Linked DNA regions of Sus scrofa: regions 2, 3, 4 and 5 are each linked to region 1. The links are chromatin contacts, called in public Hi-C and HiChIP or PLAC-seq maps. All regions are on one chromosome and are shown on one strand. Each heading gives the region's core, a stretch centred on a gene start, on an enhancer-like site or on the middle of the called end of the contact. The rest is flanking DNA. Distances are from core to core; before and after follow the strand shown. Region 1 holds the start of MARCKS (myristoylated alanine-rich C-kinase substrate). Region 2 has its middle 500 kb from the start of MARCKS. Region 3 has its middle 290 kb from the start of MARCKS. Region 4 has its middle 450 kb from the start of MARCKS. Region 5 has its middle 370 kb from the start of MARCKS.

The links. A called contact is a pair of places that touch in the nucleus more often than the background predicts. HiChIP or PLAC-seq counts read pairs in DNA pulled down with a chosen protein or histone mark.
Region 2: a Hi-C map of embryonic fibroblasts shows a contact between it and region 1, with 3 times the contacts expected there. The contact joins the enhancer-like site here to the promoter of MARCKS in region 1. A contact is called at or near these places in 3 of 5 promoter capture datasets (fetal liver, fetal skeletal muscle and liver), 19 of 47 Hi-C or Micro-C datasets (alveolar macrophages, blood, embryonic fibroblasts and 9 more) and 2 of 2 datasets of contacts at active chromatin or transcription factors (alveolar macrophages and skeletal muscle).
Region 3: a contact with region 1 is called in an H3K27ac HiChIP or PLAC-seq map of skeletal muscle, with 7 times the contacts expected there. The contact joins the enhancer-like site here to the promoter of MARCKS in region 1. A contact is called at or near these places in 5 of 5 promoter capture datasets (fetal liver, fetal skeletal muscle, liver and 1 more), 12 of 47 Hi-C or Micro-C datasets (alveolar macrophages, brain, embryonic fibroblasts and 6 more) and 2 of 2 datasets of contacts at active chromatin or transcription factors (alveolar macrophages and skeletal muscle).
Region 4: a contact with region 1 is called in a Hi-C map of fetal skeletal muscle, with 2.1 times the contacts expected there. The contact joins the enhancer-like site here to the promoter of MARCKS in region 1. A contact is called at or near these places in 3 of 5 promoter capture datasets (fetal liver, fetal skeletal muscle and liver), 2 of 47 Hi-C or Micro-C datasets (embryonic fibroblasts and fetal skeletal muscle) and 2 of 2 datasets of contacts at active chromatin or transcription factors (alveolar macrophages and skeletal muscle).
Region 5: a contact with region 1 is called in an H3K27ac HiChIP or PLAC-seq map of alveolar macrophages. The contact joins the enhancer-like site here to the promoter of MARCKS in region 1. A contact is called at or near these places in 3 of 5 promoter capture datasets (fetal liver and liver), 7 of 47 Hi-C or Micro-C datasets (alveolar macrophages, blood, embryonic fibroblasts and 2 more) and 2 of 2 datasets of contacts at active chromatin or transcription factors (alveolar macrophages and skeletal muscle).

The regions. Positions count from the first base shown.
Region 1 is chr1:79,788,369-79,791,068 of Sscrofa11.1, reverse strand. It overlaps MARCKS (myristoylated alanine-rich C-kinase substrate), which reads right to left and starts at 1,273. Exons shown (of 2, transcript XM_021091501.1): 1 at 744-1,273. The coding sequence starts at 845.
Region 2 is chr1:79,283,839-79,286,538 of Sscrofa11.1, reverse strand. No RefSeq gene overlaps it. Among named protein-coding and RNA genes, the nearest start is that of MARCKS, 500 kb to the left of the region's middle. Within about 2 kb of position 1,413, at least 7 of the 83 cell types and tissues checked have an H3K27ac peak or open chromatin away from gene starts, as enhancers often do. A contact at or near this core is called in embryonic fibroblasts, where this site is marked.
Region 3 is chr1:79,497,485-79,500,184 of Sscrofa11.1, reverse strand. No RefSeq gene overlaps it. Among named protein-coding and RNA genes, the nearest start is that of MARCKS, 290 kb to the left of the region's middle. Within about 2 kb of position 1,319, at least 53 of the 83 cell types and tissues checked have an H3K27ac peak or open chromatin away from gene starts, as enhancers often do. A contact at or near this core is called in alveolar macrophages, brain, embryonic fibroblasts and 7 more, where this site is marked.
Region 4 is chr1:79,337,844-79,340,543 of Sscrofa11.1, reverse strand. No RefSeq gene overlaps it. Among named protein-coding and RNA genes, the nearest start is that of MARCKS, 450 kb to the left of the region's middle. Within about 2 kb of position 1,288, at least 1 of the 83 cell types and tissues checked has an H3K27ac peak or open chromatin away from gene starts, as enhancers often do. A contact at or near this core is called in fetal skeletal muscle, where this site is marked.
Region 5 is chr1:79,419,668-79,422,367 of Sscrofa11.1, reverse strand. No RefSeq gene overlaps it. Among named protein-coding and RNA genes, the nearest start is that of MARCKS, 370 kb to the left of the region's middle. Within about 2 kb of position 1,412, at least 20 of the 83 cell types and tissues checked have an H3K27ac peak or open chromatin away from gene starts, as enhancers often do. A contact at or near this core is called in alveolar macrophages, embryonic fibroblasts, fetal liver and 1 more, where this site is marked.

The DNA.
Region 1 (2,700 bases), core at 24-2,523:
CCAATAGCCCTGACTGAAACACACGAATTGCCTCTTGTTGACCATCTGGACAGGTTCTTCAAGGACCCAGTCTTCCCATCCACTTAAAAGTCAGATGTGTGTGTAATTAGACAGCTACGAACAGGGATTTAGAACAGTAGGAAAGCCCATCAAAAGGTAGTGAAACCCTTCTGTTCACCTCCAGCCAGCCAACCGGCCAGTCACCTTTCCAAGAACCCAGGGCACGCCGCCTCGGCATACAATGAGACAGCCCTTCCCTCCTAGGCTTTCTCCACCGCCATCCCTATTGCGCCCCCCCACTTCCCTACCCACTTACACAACCACACCAGTTCAGATATCCTGAAGGCGACTCAGTCTCGACAACAAACACGAGACACCCAAACACCTTTGTGCCCACCCAACAGAAATGCAACCTGCCTGGGGGTGGGGGTGTGGGGTAGCACCTAGCTAGTCACGTTCTGCCAAGCTCCAAACACGCCATTTTAGACAATTTATCACTTCTTTCCTCCCGTCTACACGAGAATTCGCCAGGATTTTCTGGGAACCACCACTTTGGGGCAGGGGGAGACACCACCTATGAGAAATTTACAATTTAGGCTATCGCTTTCCATTCAACTTTCATATTGGAATCTGGCTCTCTCCTTTCCGCCTAATGCGCCTCAGGCACGACCAGGAAGGAAGGGGAAGCGTAGGGACTAGAGAAAGATACCAAAGAAATGACCAGAACCACAGGTAGAAATTACCTGCCCATTCGCTTTGGAAGGCGACGAGGCCACAGCCGCCTCCCCGGGCCTCTCCCCAGCGGCTTCTCCCTTCGAAGCGGTCTTGGAGAACTGGGCACCCATGCTGGCTTCTTCAACAAAGAAACTCAACAGATCCAAGGGGGGAACAAAGAGCTTCGGGTTGGTGTAACGACGGGGCGAGCAGCAGCAGCGGCAGCAGCGGCGGCGGCAGCGGCAGCAGCAGCACACACACACCGGAGGGAGGGGGGAGTGGGGGTGGTGAAGAGGACAGAACAGAGTCGATTAAATACACTCCGGATAAAAAAATTTTAGTCGAAGAGATCAAAAAGCAGCAGCGCAGGAGGGAGGGAAAAAGGGTGGAAAAGTCGAGCACAAAAAAAGGAGCCCAAGTGTAGTTTAAAAAAAAAAGAAGTAATAAAAAAAATCCCAGATTTGTAGCCGCACTGTAGACAAGAGGAAAATGGAGAAATCTCCCTGGTTGCTAATAAGATGCGGAGTCCAACGCCCAAGTGCACAGATGAATGGGCTCACGGGCGCTGACGCGGCCCCCGCGCACGCCGGCCAATCCGCGCGTTGCACACAAAGCAGGGGGCGGGGCCTGCGCTCGCCTCGAACAATGGAGCCGCGCTTTGCAAACGGTTTGAAAATCAGCCTCATACCGAGAATTAATGTCCTCCAAATAAATAAATCAATTAAAAAATACATGCCTCTCGCCTCCCTCGGCTTAAAAATAATAATGCATTACTTGATTGGTTTGCTTTGTTTGTAATTAATTAACGCGGGAGGGGGAGTACTTGTGGATGGGGGCGGAGAAAACGTTAACTTGACTTGCTTTGACTCTCCTCTGTCTGTATCTGCGTCTGTCTCCTTCCACCCTCTCCCCTCCCCCATCTTTCCGTGTGTTTATGTGTATGTGTGTCTATGCGAGTTTTTAAGACAATGGTTGGGGTTTGTGTGCAGCATGTTTTCTTTCTCTGTGTTCCATATTGACTTCACAGATACTCAACAGCATTTTTTTTTTAACGGTTGCAAATGCGAAATCGCCCGAAATTGAAAGGTATTTAAACCAAGAAGATCGAATTTCATCAAACGAGATCGCGAGTTAGAATTAGGTCTGTAGGCCAGATGTGGAAAATGCAAAAGCAGCAAGCAGCCGAAGCCACACTCCCTTCCCTATCCCACATTGGCATGAAATAAAATATTTCAAGATTGGCCTACGGCGCTCATCAACCTTCTCCCCCGCCCCAATCCAATTAATGATTCCCCCCTCCCCCCAACAAAATTAAGTGAGGGCCATGTACAAAAGATCGAAAAGGTTTACATTTTATCGCTGTGTGAAATGACAATTTTCTCTAGGGTGAAATGAGATCCTACAGCATAGAGTGTACGAATCTATATTTACAGTTAAGAGGCAATTCGCGTCGATATGAATTTTTTTCAGCCTACTGCCAGGATGGGATGGACTCTTTTTTTTCTGAACGTGCGTAAGTGTGCATGCAAGCCAGTGGGCTCCTGGAAGGCAGGGAGACAGCAGTGATGAAACTCTGAACAACCGGATTGACTATTACAGTTCTAAGGAGAAATTACACATTGAGAGATAGCAAGAAGAACCCTGAACGCTTCAAGCCTAACTTGAGTTAGAAAGGAAGCTTCTATTAAGGAACCCAGGGTACCTCCATCTGTAACCCTTGCCACCGAAGTATCAGAAGCTGTTTGTGCGTGAAAGACAGAGCACTGATTTAAAGAATAGAAGGTGAGAGGGTGGGGCTAAAAATCAAGGATACACACTTATAAGCATTCTCCTATCACCTACATTTCTGCTCCCAAAGTTTTCACTTGTGTCCAAATCAGGCTACCTTTAGTGATCCTGAAATGAATTATCTTCTGCTTATGGAGGTGAGAAGCAGTCGAAGTAATGGTTCATTTCTCCTGGTGCTGGCTCTGAATTCTAAAACAG
Region 2 (2,700 bases), core at 164-2,663, 500 kb after region 1:
TTATAACTCACATCTCCTTAAGCTCAATTGTTAATATGTATGGCTATCTTTTCTGCTCTTTTGAGCTTATTGAGAGGAAGGGCCATAACTTCTTCATCTTTATACCTGCAGTACCTATGTGCTTGGCCCATAGCAGGTGATTAACGAATGCTTGTGGATTTACAAATATATGAGGTCAATGGTAAACTTTATTGATGTTCTATAAATTGATTTAGTATGAGAGACCTAAACAAATGGACACGGTTCTAACTGCTGCCTCAGATGTTCTATTACATGTGAGCTAATGGAGTGAGAAAATTCACTGGCTACAAGAAGTCTTAATGACAAGTTGATGTTCCACTTTCATTTTCTATTTAAAAACCATCAATTTCAAGTCATTGTACATACTCCAGTTGATAAGCACTAAAATCTATCAACACAGAAGGAGGAGCAAATGCAGAATGAATGAAACAGTTTAGAGCTCCTTATAATCAAACTGCACTTGGCTATCTACCTGTCCATGGCCTTGGAAGGAGAGGACTGGAGGACCTGCCTTCCTACCATTGGTTTTGGCTGCCAACAGGGAGTATGCTTCATCCATGGAAAAAACTCTTTTCCTCAATTTTCCTTTTAACCATTTTTGAAGCACAAGGTAAGGATAAATGTGGTCAGCTTGATTTATGATCATTGTTTTAATTCATAGGGAATCACATGCTGCAGAATCTCAGGGACTGGCAGTCTGGGGAAAAATGTAAATGTCATAATTTTGTTAATTGTTTTAGCATGTGTTTCTTCCACATGTCTGAAAGCAACTGTAATTGAGGGCTGTGGTTTCTGGGGCACAGCCAAAAATACGATGTGACTAACAACTGAGGAAAATATCATAGGGTATCATGTGGTATTGGATCTTTTATCTTTTTTCTTTTTCACCTCTGTCAATGTGAGTATTTTCCAGTATTTAAGTAGGAAAAGAAGAATGATACAAACTGAACCCTTGGGTTGTTTTTTTTTTTAAATCAGATTAACAAATAACATCTAAAACTCAATTTTAAATTTGTTGGCTATCCATTCCATCCTGAAGTTTCCTATTTCAAAAACTGGATTTTTGAGGAAAAAAAGAAAAAAAACACCCAGCTCTTTCAATTCTTTAAACATTCAATGATAATAAGGGTCTTTCTCAAGTAAACACATATCAGGAAATTCTAATACTGGTATGAAACTATGATCTCCCCTCACCTTGTTACACCAAAGCATAATAACTCTATTGAGAATGCCTGAGACCAGTGGGTGATCTGACACGATGCTTCATATACGATTTCTTATTATTATGACGGGTATTTCACAATTTCAAGGCAAGGTTGAAAAACAGTCTTTATTTCCCCTCTTAAGCAAGTGATCAGGTTGCTGCAGGAACAAAGTGAAAGGCTGAGCTCACGCGCTTGGCCAGGAGCAATCCTGCAAGCTTCCTGGTGAGGGCTGGACTGCAAATGCTATTAGTATATTTCCTGGTATTTCAGTCCCAGAGAATTGCACAGTAACTAGATCTTTGAACAGCCAGCATCTGGTAGCCAGAATCCCACAAAGACTTTCTCATATTATTCAGAATTGTCTGCTCATTTCAGGCTGTTCTCTCGTTTTCTACTTTTCCTTTTGTTTCTCTCCCTACCTGTCTGGGATTTACAAATATTTTTGTCACATCTAAAACTGACTGTATAGAGGTGACTGAACTGATCATCCATGGCTCTGTCAGGTCACAGGAAGCTGCTGCTGATGGAGACTTGTTTCCCCAACGCACACCCTGTCCCCCATGGGTGCTGAGTAGCCCTACAGCTGCTGTGCCCCTCAGGAGCAAATGGAGAAAGTCTATCCTGCCAGTAGCTGGAGGAAAAGTTCCAAAGTGTCCTTGGGAGTAACATCAGACAAGAAAATCAAAGTGCAGAGAGCAGGGGAAGAAAGGACGGTTAGGCTAGGAGCTCAAGTTTCTTCAGGGAACTGGGTAAGGACTTTGAGTGGCCCAGTATGTGATGTAAACATCTGCCAAATGGTCCTAGGTACAATTATTTTTTACAAGAAGAAGGTCTAAAACTTATATGCACAAAGGGTTTAGGGAACAAAACATTCTAAGAGGCATCATTGTTAAGAATGTAGGTTAACATTAAATTTTGCACATCAAGAAAGGAGGAGGATTGGGAGTTTCCACTGTGGTTCAGTAGTAACAAACCAACTAGTATCCATGAGGATGCAGGTTTGATCCCCAACCTAGCTGATTAGGTTAAGGATCCTGTGTTTCTGTGAGCTATGTTGTAGGCTGGCAGCTGCAGCTCTGATTAAACCCCTAGCCTGGGAATTTCCATATGCTGCAGGTGGGGCCATAAAAAGCAGGAGAGAGAGAGAGAGAGAGAGAGAGGAGGATTGGATGGCAGTGAGAAATAATTAAAGTAGTATACATAAGAAGAAAATAGAAAAGCCCTTGTCAGTTACTTATTAACACTTTGCCTTGTGGAATGTTATGCGAGGGTACCATTTATACAGCTAATACACATCTGTTTTAGAGATAAAGAAATGAAGACGTAGCGAGGTAAGCAACAGGTGTGTAAGGTCAGTCACTGAGCCAGTATCAACAATCAGCTTTGAGGGCTGCTTTTAAGCACCAGTTTAAATCAATAGACTTTCTTTCTCTTTCTTGATATGTTTTATAAAATATATTTTTTATAATCCAAA
Region 3 (2,700 bases), core at 70-2,569, 290 kb after region 1:
AGAAAAGGGGCCCAACTGAGAGAAAACCAGAGCAGAAGACAAATTGGACTCCCTGCAGGCAGCCAGGACTGCTGAGGAGGCAGGCAGAACAGAGCAGAGCATGCCAGCCGTTCTCAAACTTATCACCAGGAAAAGTCACTTTACTAGTCATTTTCCTAGTCAGGACAGAATGGGGCTTTTTATGGGAAATTGACATCCTTTGTGAGGAAGATTAGCAATAGAGATAGATCTAAAAGCATAATACTGGTGAATAAGTCAGGAATGATACAATTTATAGTTCAATATATATAATTTTTTAAAAGTACGTAAGTACAAAACAGCGAATTTTTTTAAGGATGTTCTTCTAAGGAAATATATGGAAGGTAGATTAGAAAGTGGAGAGTACATGTTCTTTGTGGAAGTCTATGTCTATAGGGGATTATTACTAAAGGTTTAAAATATAGTAAAAGAGGACTTTTGCACGGATAGAGGACGATAGTCTCCTCTGAATTTAGGCATATTAATAACTCACTCCCATACTTCTGGGATGAAAAAGACAACATGAGGGATGCAGAAATGATGTGGAACTTTATTATTATGCTTTCATTTGTATTTATATATATGACCAAAAAAATTTCAACAATGATAATTAGAAAAGTTATTGAATGACTGCAGTGGTTCCAGGACGCAAATGATGGACAAAATTTTGAGATTTTTCTAGAGCTTAGAATCTTTGATTGACAGCATTCATTTATTTATACATAAAACTTTTACATTTAGGGAGAGATCTTGGTTAGTCAGAAGTTAGGATGTTGTGAGAGAGGAGGGAAAGCAAGCAAGAAATCATTTCGATGTTCTAGGCATCCTTTACACTTCCTGGGTTTTTCATTTCCGGGGTGTGCTTTCCGCTATTCCTTCTCTCACTTAGGGATACAGACGTGTTGCTAACTTACTCTATCTTCTTCCCAGAATCGGAGGGGATAAATAGAACCGATTTTGGTATTTCTGTTTCATCAACATCGGATGAGAAATCCGCTAGCAAACTGCCTTGATGCAGCCAGGCGGGGGCCCGGCCAGGAAGGAGGGAGATTGCCGGCCGGCCGGGGTAGAGCTCCCTGGCTCAGGGATCCTCGAGACTGAATGCCATCTTGAGGCAACTCCTGTTTGGGGCTGCACGCACAGCGCAGGACTGCTAAGCGGCATCGACTCCGGGACTTTCCAAGTCCCCCTGAGCCCCACAGGAGACAGATGGTATTTCTGCGTCTGTGTGCAGGGGGTGGGGGAGTGGCGGTAACAATAAGCAGCAGTAGCCACTTGACAGGCTCCCTGCTGCCAAGAATTTGCATGACGAGCGCTTGCTGCCATCTGGAGAACTTCAGCTCCTCCGGGGGAGAATCAGCATCTCAGCCTCACTGGTCCCCTTGGCCCCAGTCTCGGCTGAGAATCTCTCTCCCCAGGGGAGGAAGAGAGCAAAAGGCAAATCCATCAGATGAACCTGGCCTGGGGGAGAGGGGCTGCCTGGATGAGCTGGACAAGCTAGTCTAGTGCAGAGGGCGTGTGGCCGGGTCTGGCACTTCAGGGTGGGTTAGGTCAGCAGAGTCCATAACCTTTTGAACATGGGTTTGTTTATATGCCAGTAGTTGGTGGAGGAACTGTGGAACTGCAAGGGAGAAAACTCAAACAAGAACCCCCTTTCCCATGACCTCTAGCCTGGAGTTCAGTGAAGCAAAAGACTGACCATACACCCCAGGGATCCCAGTCACAGGCAGCCTAGTGGTGTATGATAAACACATGTGTGGGCCATTTAATTAAACACATAACAGGTTTCCAGCTGCTAAGATTTTGCTTGTTTACAGAAAAATGTATTTTTCAAAGTGTGAAAAAGAAATCCTGCTTAATATTAGTTTTACTTGTAACATACGTTCCTGCCTTCCTTGTTAATTATTTGTGAACCTTATGGCTATGACATTTTTTTTTCTCCAAAATGTTTTATCTAAAATAAACTTTTTTCTCTAAAAAGTATTTTTTTCTCCAGAATTTCTGTAATTAATATTTAAAATTTACTAGGATCAAATGGTATCTTAAATGAAACATTTAACTGGAAGATTAATATAGCCTGAAAGTCCTATGTTTAATACACAAAACCGCATGGTTTTATGTCTTCCTAGAATTTCCAGGCTCAACACTAAGGGGATTCTTTGTTGGAAAAAAGACAGGGACTCATATATATTAATTATGGAATATTCAGAAAAGTGGGAGCAATACCACATTTACCATTGATGCTTGGTGAGATTGTCAAAGTGGATATTGTGTTAGGTTTGTCCTTAGTACTCTAGCACCTAGCACACTTCCCACCACAGAGAAGGGTCTGTGTTTCTTTCAGCTTTGGGAGTTACAAGGAACAAGTTACAAATTAATGGTAAAGTTCATCTCAAAAGGGAGATTTACTGGAAAGGTGCTGGGCAGTCAAACGGACTCTACATGGTGAACAGCCAAGCCTAGAAAGGCAGGACCAGCTCCCGGACTGTAGGAGATGTGTACTTCCTTGCTGATAATTATACCCACATTCTGATGACCTCCAGCCTCTGTATCTTTTATTTTTTTTAATTTTTAAAAACTGTGGTTGATCTACAACACTGTGCCAATTTCTGTTGTACAGCAAAGTGACCCAGTCACACATCCATTCTTTTTCTCGTATTATCTTCCATCATGTTCTATCTC
Region 4 (2,700 bases), core at 39-2,538, 450 kb after region 1:
CTCATTCTCCATCTTAAGAGATAGCACACATTAATGGCTGGGAGTCTAGGCTCTGGAGCTTGGTGATCCGAGTTCAGATTCTGACTTTACCATTTACTTATTGCATAACTCAAGGCCAAGTACTTAACACTTTGTGCCTCAGTTTTCTCATAAGAAAGGGGAAAGTAATAACAACAATAATAACATATCAAAAGATTCTTGTAAGAATTAAAAACAAGGTGATTCATGTAAAGTACTTAAAAGTACTGGCTCATAGCCGACACTCAACCGATATTAGCTAATATTATTATTGCTTACTGATGCTTTCCTTTTTTTTAATAGCTCTGTGCTGATTCTTTTTTTTAATTAATGTATAGCTGATTTACAGTGTTGCACCAATTTCTGCTGTACAGCAAAGTGACCCAGTATACACACACACACATACATATATACACACACACATATATATACACAGACATATATATGCATATATGTATACACATTCTTTTTCTCATATCATCCCCCATCACATTCTATCCCAAGAGATTTGACACAGTTCCCTGTGCTATGCAGTAGGACCTTATTGCCCATGCAAATGCAATGCAAACATCTACCATCCTCAAACTACTGATGCTTTTCTTTTGATTTTTTGCCATGTTTAATATAAAAGTATTCATCCTTTAAAGTAAAATTGGAAAATAGTAGTGCCTATCTAATATATTACAGACATTATCAGACCATATGAAGAATGGTAAACTTGCCCACAAAGAGCTTCTAGTCTACTTACAGAGACAAAGTGCCAAAACTCACAAGAGATAGAAACACATATAATTAGAAAGAGGAACATGTACAGCAATGCAAAGCAGTATCGCATGATGGTAACCTTGTTTGGCAAATTATTGGTGTATGGGTTCTAAAAACAAATGTTTGCCGAATGAATTTGTGAAAAAAACTCGTAAAATTTAAGAGTGTTTAGTTGATATTTCACTCTAGTTTATGCTTGGGAGAGAGAATGGCTTACAAGAAAAACTAAATGTGAAAGGTAGAACAGACAGAGATTAAGTTAGACCTGAAGTCTCCCAAGATATGAAAAACTGCAGATTAGGTGGGTCATTAATGAATGAGTGAAACATAAAGCAGCCTTCCAGCATTTGAGAAGAATTACTCTTGGAAACAGATAGGCTGGAAATGTGGTCCGAATTTATGAGGAGTTTATGTATACATCTGATCCCGAGCCAGGAATAGATTCCAAGCATGTCCACAGAGTTGGTCGCACATGTGAGTGTCCTGGAAAGCCCAGCCATAATTTTGTTTCCCCAGTAGAATTGCTCAGCCCTTGACTGAAATGTTCTTAGAAACGTAAATATGCAGAACACTGTAGAAATCAAAACGATTTATATGATTGTTTCTCTGCAGAGCAATGTTTTCATCTTTGCAGCAGATAAGGCGAGTATTCCTCAAGACTTGTTCACCAAATTCTCGTTCAAATTCCAATAGTACTAAGGAGCATTTACCCTTCCTCTAAAGCATGTTTATAGCTTCCACCTTCCTCAAAACCACAGCTTATTTTACATGCAAAGGAAGCCGAAAGGAATTGGAAAGAACCAGGCATGACGTGAATTAAAATGGAGAGTCCAGCCACAAAATTCCAAGTATTTTCATGGATTTTTTTGATTTTCCCTGGGTTTTTCAGAAAAATATGTTATCTCAGAATCTGAACTCACAGTTTGTAAAGGCTTTATATTTGGAGGTTCACAAAGCCTTGAGTGAGAGGTAGCTTTTGAAATCCCATCTGCACAGAGGTCTTTTCCACAGCATGGCTGACTGTTGCTCATCTCATCTCCACCCGTGTCCTTCCAGTAACAAGTACCTGTTTACTGCACAAGTCAGCTCATTCTATTGTTGAAGATCTGACGGCAAAAAACGTTCTTCTTTATATATCTGATGTCATTTGCCTTTTCAGTCTCTGAATATTTGTTAGGTTGTATTTCCAACGAAACTCAAATTATGGTGAATTTGAGTCTCTATAGGCCCTTTAGAACTCTTAAGTAATTTTCATTGCCTCCCCCACCTCTGCTACACACACAGACACACACAGACACACACACACACACACACACACACACACACAAAATGGTGTGTTTTCACATATGCTCTCATATGGATCCAGCCCAGTTCTTTTCTCTGGCCTCTAATCAATGTGTTGTATTACTAGCTCAAACCCAGATGGTCCTTGTAAGGTGACCACTCTGCCAGACCCATCTGGCTGTAACTGATGGTCACTATTTTGAAGCAACCATTCCTCCTTTGGCCACCCATCCTAAGTATAGAACAAAATCTTCAGGTAATACTCCATAGCACATAAATCTTAATTTTTATTGAGACTTATCAAAAATTTGAGATTATTATGGTTGTCCTCAAAGACTGCTGGCCATGGAGCTCTCACAAATCACACCCTATGTAGCCCTTGGCTGTCTTCCCCTGCAGGTTCACTCCATCTTCAACAGACAGAGTGTCCTTGGGTCCCCAAATCTCTAGGCCAAGAGAAAGAAAAAATCCACCCTTCACACCACTCTCAATCTACATTATTCTATCCTCAAACCTACTTTTTTTCCCTGGGTAATTATCCTGTGAGTTTCAAGAACAATTATGTTAACATGTAACATCTGATATCAGTCATTTTCTTAAGGGTGGGTTTCTAAGTTTTGGGAATATGCTAAG
Region 5 (2,700 bases), core at 163-2,662, 370 kb after region 1:
CACACGTGTTCCAGTACCTTAAGGGCCATATAATTCCAATGCATCAGAAGTACCTTTAGCAAGAGGGTGTCCTCTCAAAGTAGTAGAAATCATGGAGGACCCAGGGAAAGCTCATAGGCATGGTGGTTGTCCATTATGAGCCCAGGACAAATTATACTATACAAGTTAGGCTTGTTCCAGAATACACTTCTGGGGCAGGGATGTTACTGTTAAAGAGGACTAAAATTCTATATGAAAAAGTGAGAGATGAGTCAGAGACCTTGAGTATTTAAATTACTGTGATTGGAGTTCCCTGGTGGGGCAGTGGGTTAAGGGTCTGGTGTTGTCACTGCTGTGGCTTGGGTTACTGCTGTGCTATGGGTTTGATCACTGGCCTGGGAACTTCGCATGCTGCAGGTGTGGCCAAAAGAAAAAAAAATTACTGTGACTTTAGCTGTCTTCCAGACTGGTGAGTTCAGGGTCTTTGAGGTACATTGAAAAGGAGATGGTATGTGTATTTGTATCCATGTGAGTGCTGTTGGGCTCCAACATCAAAGCTTAATGAGTTTGACTGGGTTTGATCATCAATTTTATTGCTATAATCTGTTAGCAGTTAAAAACTGATTTTCAGTTTCCAGACTTTCAAAATAGTGCAGGTGAGCTTGCCAGGAATTTTGCAAAATCCTATGGCCAGTCCAGCAGTAGCTGTGGAAAGACTTAATCTCCATGGCAGCAAATGGCTATGCCCATGAGGAGCTCATCACAAGTAGGAGAAGCCATTTCTTTTGGAAAGGCTTCCTCATAGGCCCTGAGCCACATACAACATGAGGTCTGAGAGATTTCCACCCAAACAGTGGCCTGAAAGCATCTGACCAAGATAAAAGCAGAAGCCTTAAAAAGGCCTATTTCCTCATCTGCAGGACTGGTTTGCTCGTAAGACATGACGTTTACCCATGAACTTCCCAAAGCCAAAGGGCAGGGGATTTGCCTGAATCTGTGTTTTCTGTCTGAACACTCAGGTGAAAAACCAGCCCAACAGGACTTCCCCAGTGGCCTAGCAGTTAAAATTCGGCATTGTCACTGCTGTGGCATGGGTTTGATCTCTGGCCAAGAATGACAATTTCCTGGCTGTTAGATTAAATCTTTAAAACTACTTCGGTTATAATAAAAGACATGAGAGTCCGGGAGAAGCAAAGTACTATTTATGTCAGTTTTATATTTAGAAAACACCTCTGCTTCACCAAAGCTATTGTCTTACTGTACTTTTTTTTTTTTTTTTCAGCATAGACATGCATTTCCTCCAAATAATTGAAAACTTGATAGTGTGTTGTAGCGGAAAGAGCATGGACTTTGAATTTTGTCCTCTCCAGTTACTAGTAACTCTTCAGTGGCATAGGTTAGGTTCAGAGGTTCCCCTGCCAGATCTTGCCAGTAGCTTAGGACAGCAAGCTGCTATTGCTCACTCACATTGCATGTTTTATTGGGATTGGCCATGCCTCTGCTCTGTGTTTTCTTTTTTTTCAGAACCCCAGATGAAGAAACTGCTCATATCTTGTGGTTGAGGGCATTGCTGGCCTCACGGGAGAGGGGGAAAAGAGAAACCCCAGTAGACAATTGATATGTCTGCTCACTGGCCCAAATGAGGCACTCGGCCCAGCCTGAATCAGTGGGGTGGGATTGTATGATAGGTTCATGGGAAGTGGCAGAAAATGGTCTACATTTAGTCTACCTCAGTGATCTAAGTGAGGTTACTTCTCTAAACCCCAGACTCCTCAAACTGTAAAACAAGGCTGATGATGCCTGTCTCTACAACTGTTCTCAGTAAACAGATGTAAATTAAAGGCTCTGAACAAATCTAGATTTTTTCCCCCATTCTTTTATGATATCTGTAGATGAGCACTGATTTGCATTACTGTGAATTTCAGAGAGCTTAGAAATTATAGTATTTAATCTTCATAAGTTACAATTTCCTAACTATTTGTTGGCCACATCTTACTATATGCCCCGAAGGTCATTAATCCAAAAGAAATATAGACGTTGCCAGTTTTCTTTAAAATTTTACTAACCTATGTAGAAAACCAATATTAGCAGTTTGAATGCAAAGTATAATTGCCTTTCTGTTGTGCTTCATATATGAGAATATGGGAGGGAGAATAGTATTATTAGTCTCATTTTATAAACAAGTTAGTACAATAATTTTTTTTAATTTTTTTTATGGCCACAGCTGCCACATGTGGAAGTTTCTGGGCCAGGGATTGAATCTGAGCCATAGCTGTGACCTATACCACAGCTGTGGCAATGCCAGATCCTTAACCCAATGCACCAGGCCATGGATTGAAGCTGTGCCTCTGCGTCAACCCAAACCACTGCAGTCAGGTTCTAAACCCCCTGTACCACAGTGGGAACTCTAATATGATAATTTTTTAAATTCATCAGTTTGTTAGCAACATTTTAAGACTTTTTTTTCTGATTATTATTAGTAGTACACATACATTACAGAAAGCTGAAAAGACAGAAAAGAATTTAGAAGAAAAATAATCATGTGTAATCTCATTACAAGAATATACTTGGTTAACATTTTATTAAACTTCCATTGTTTTTTTTCCTTTGTGTGTTTTGTGTGTATGTTTATAACATTGCACAACCAGAATTATAAAGGATAGATTTTTTAAGAATACCTGATTTCTTAATTGTACGTTTTACTTTCCTGACCACTAAAAC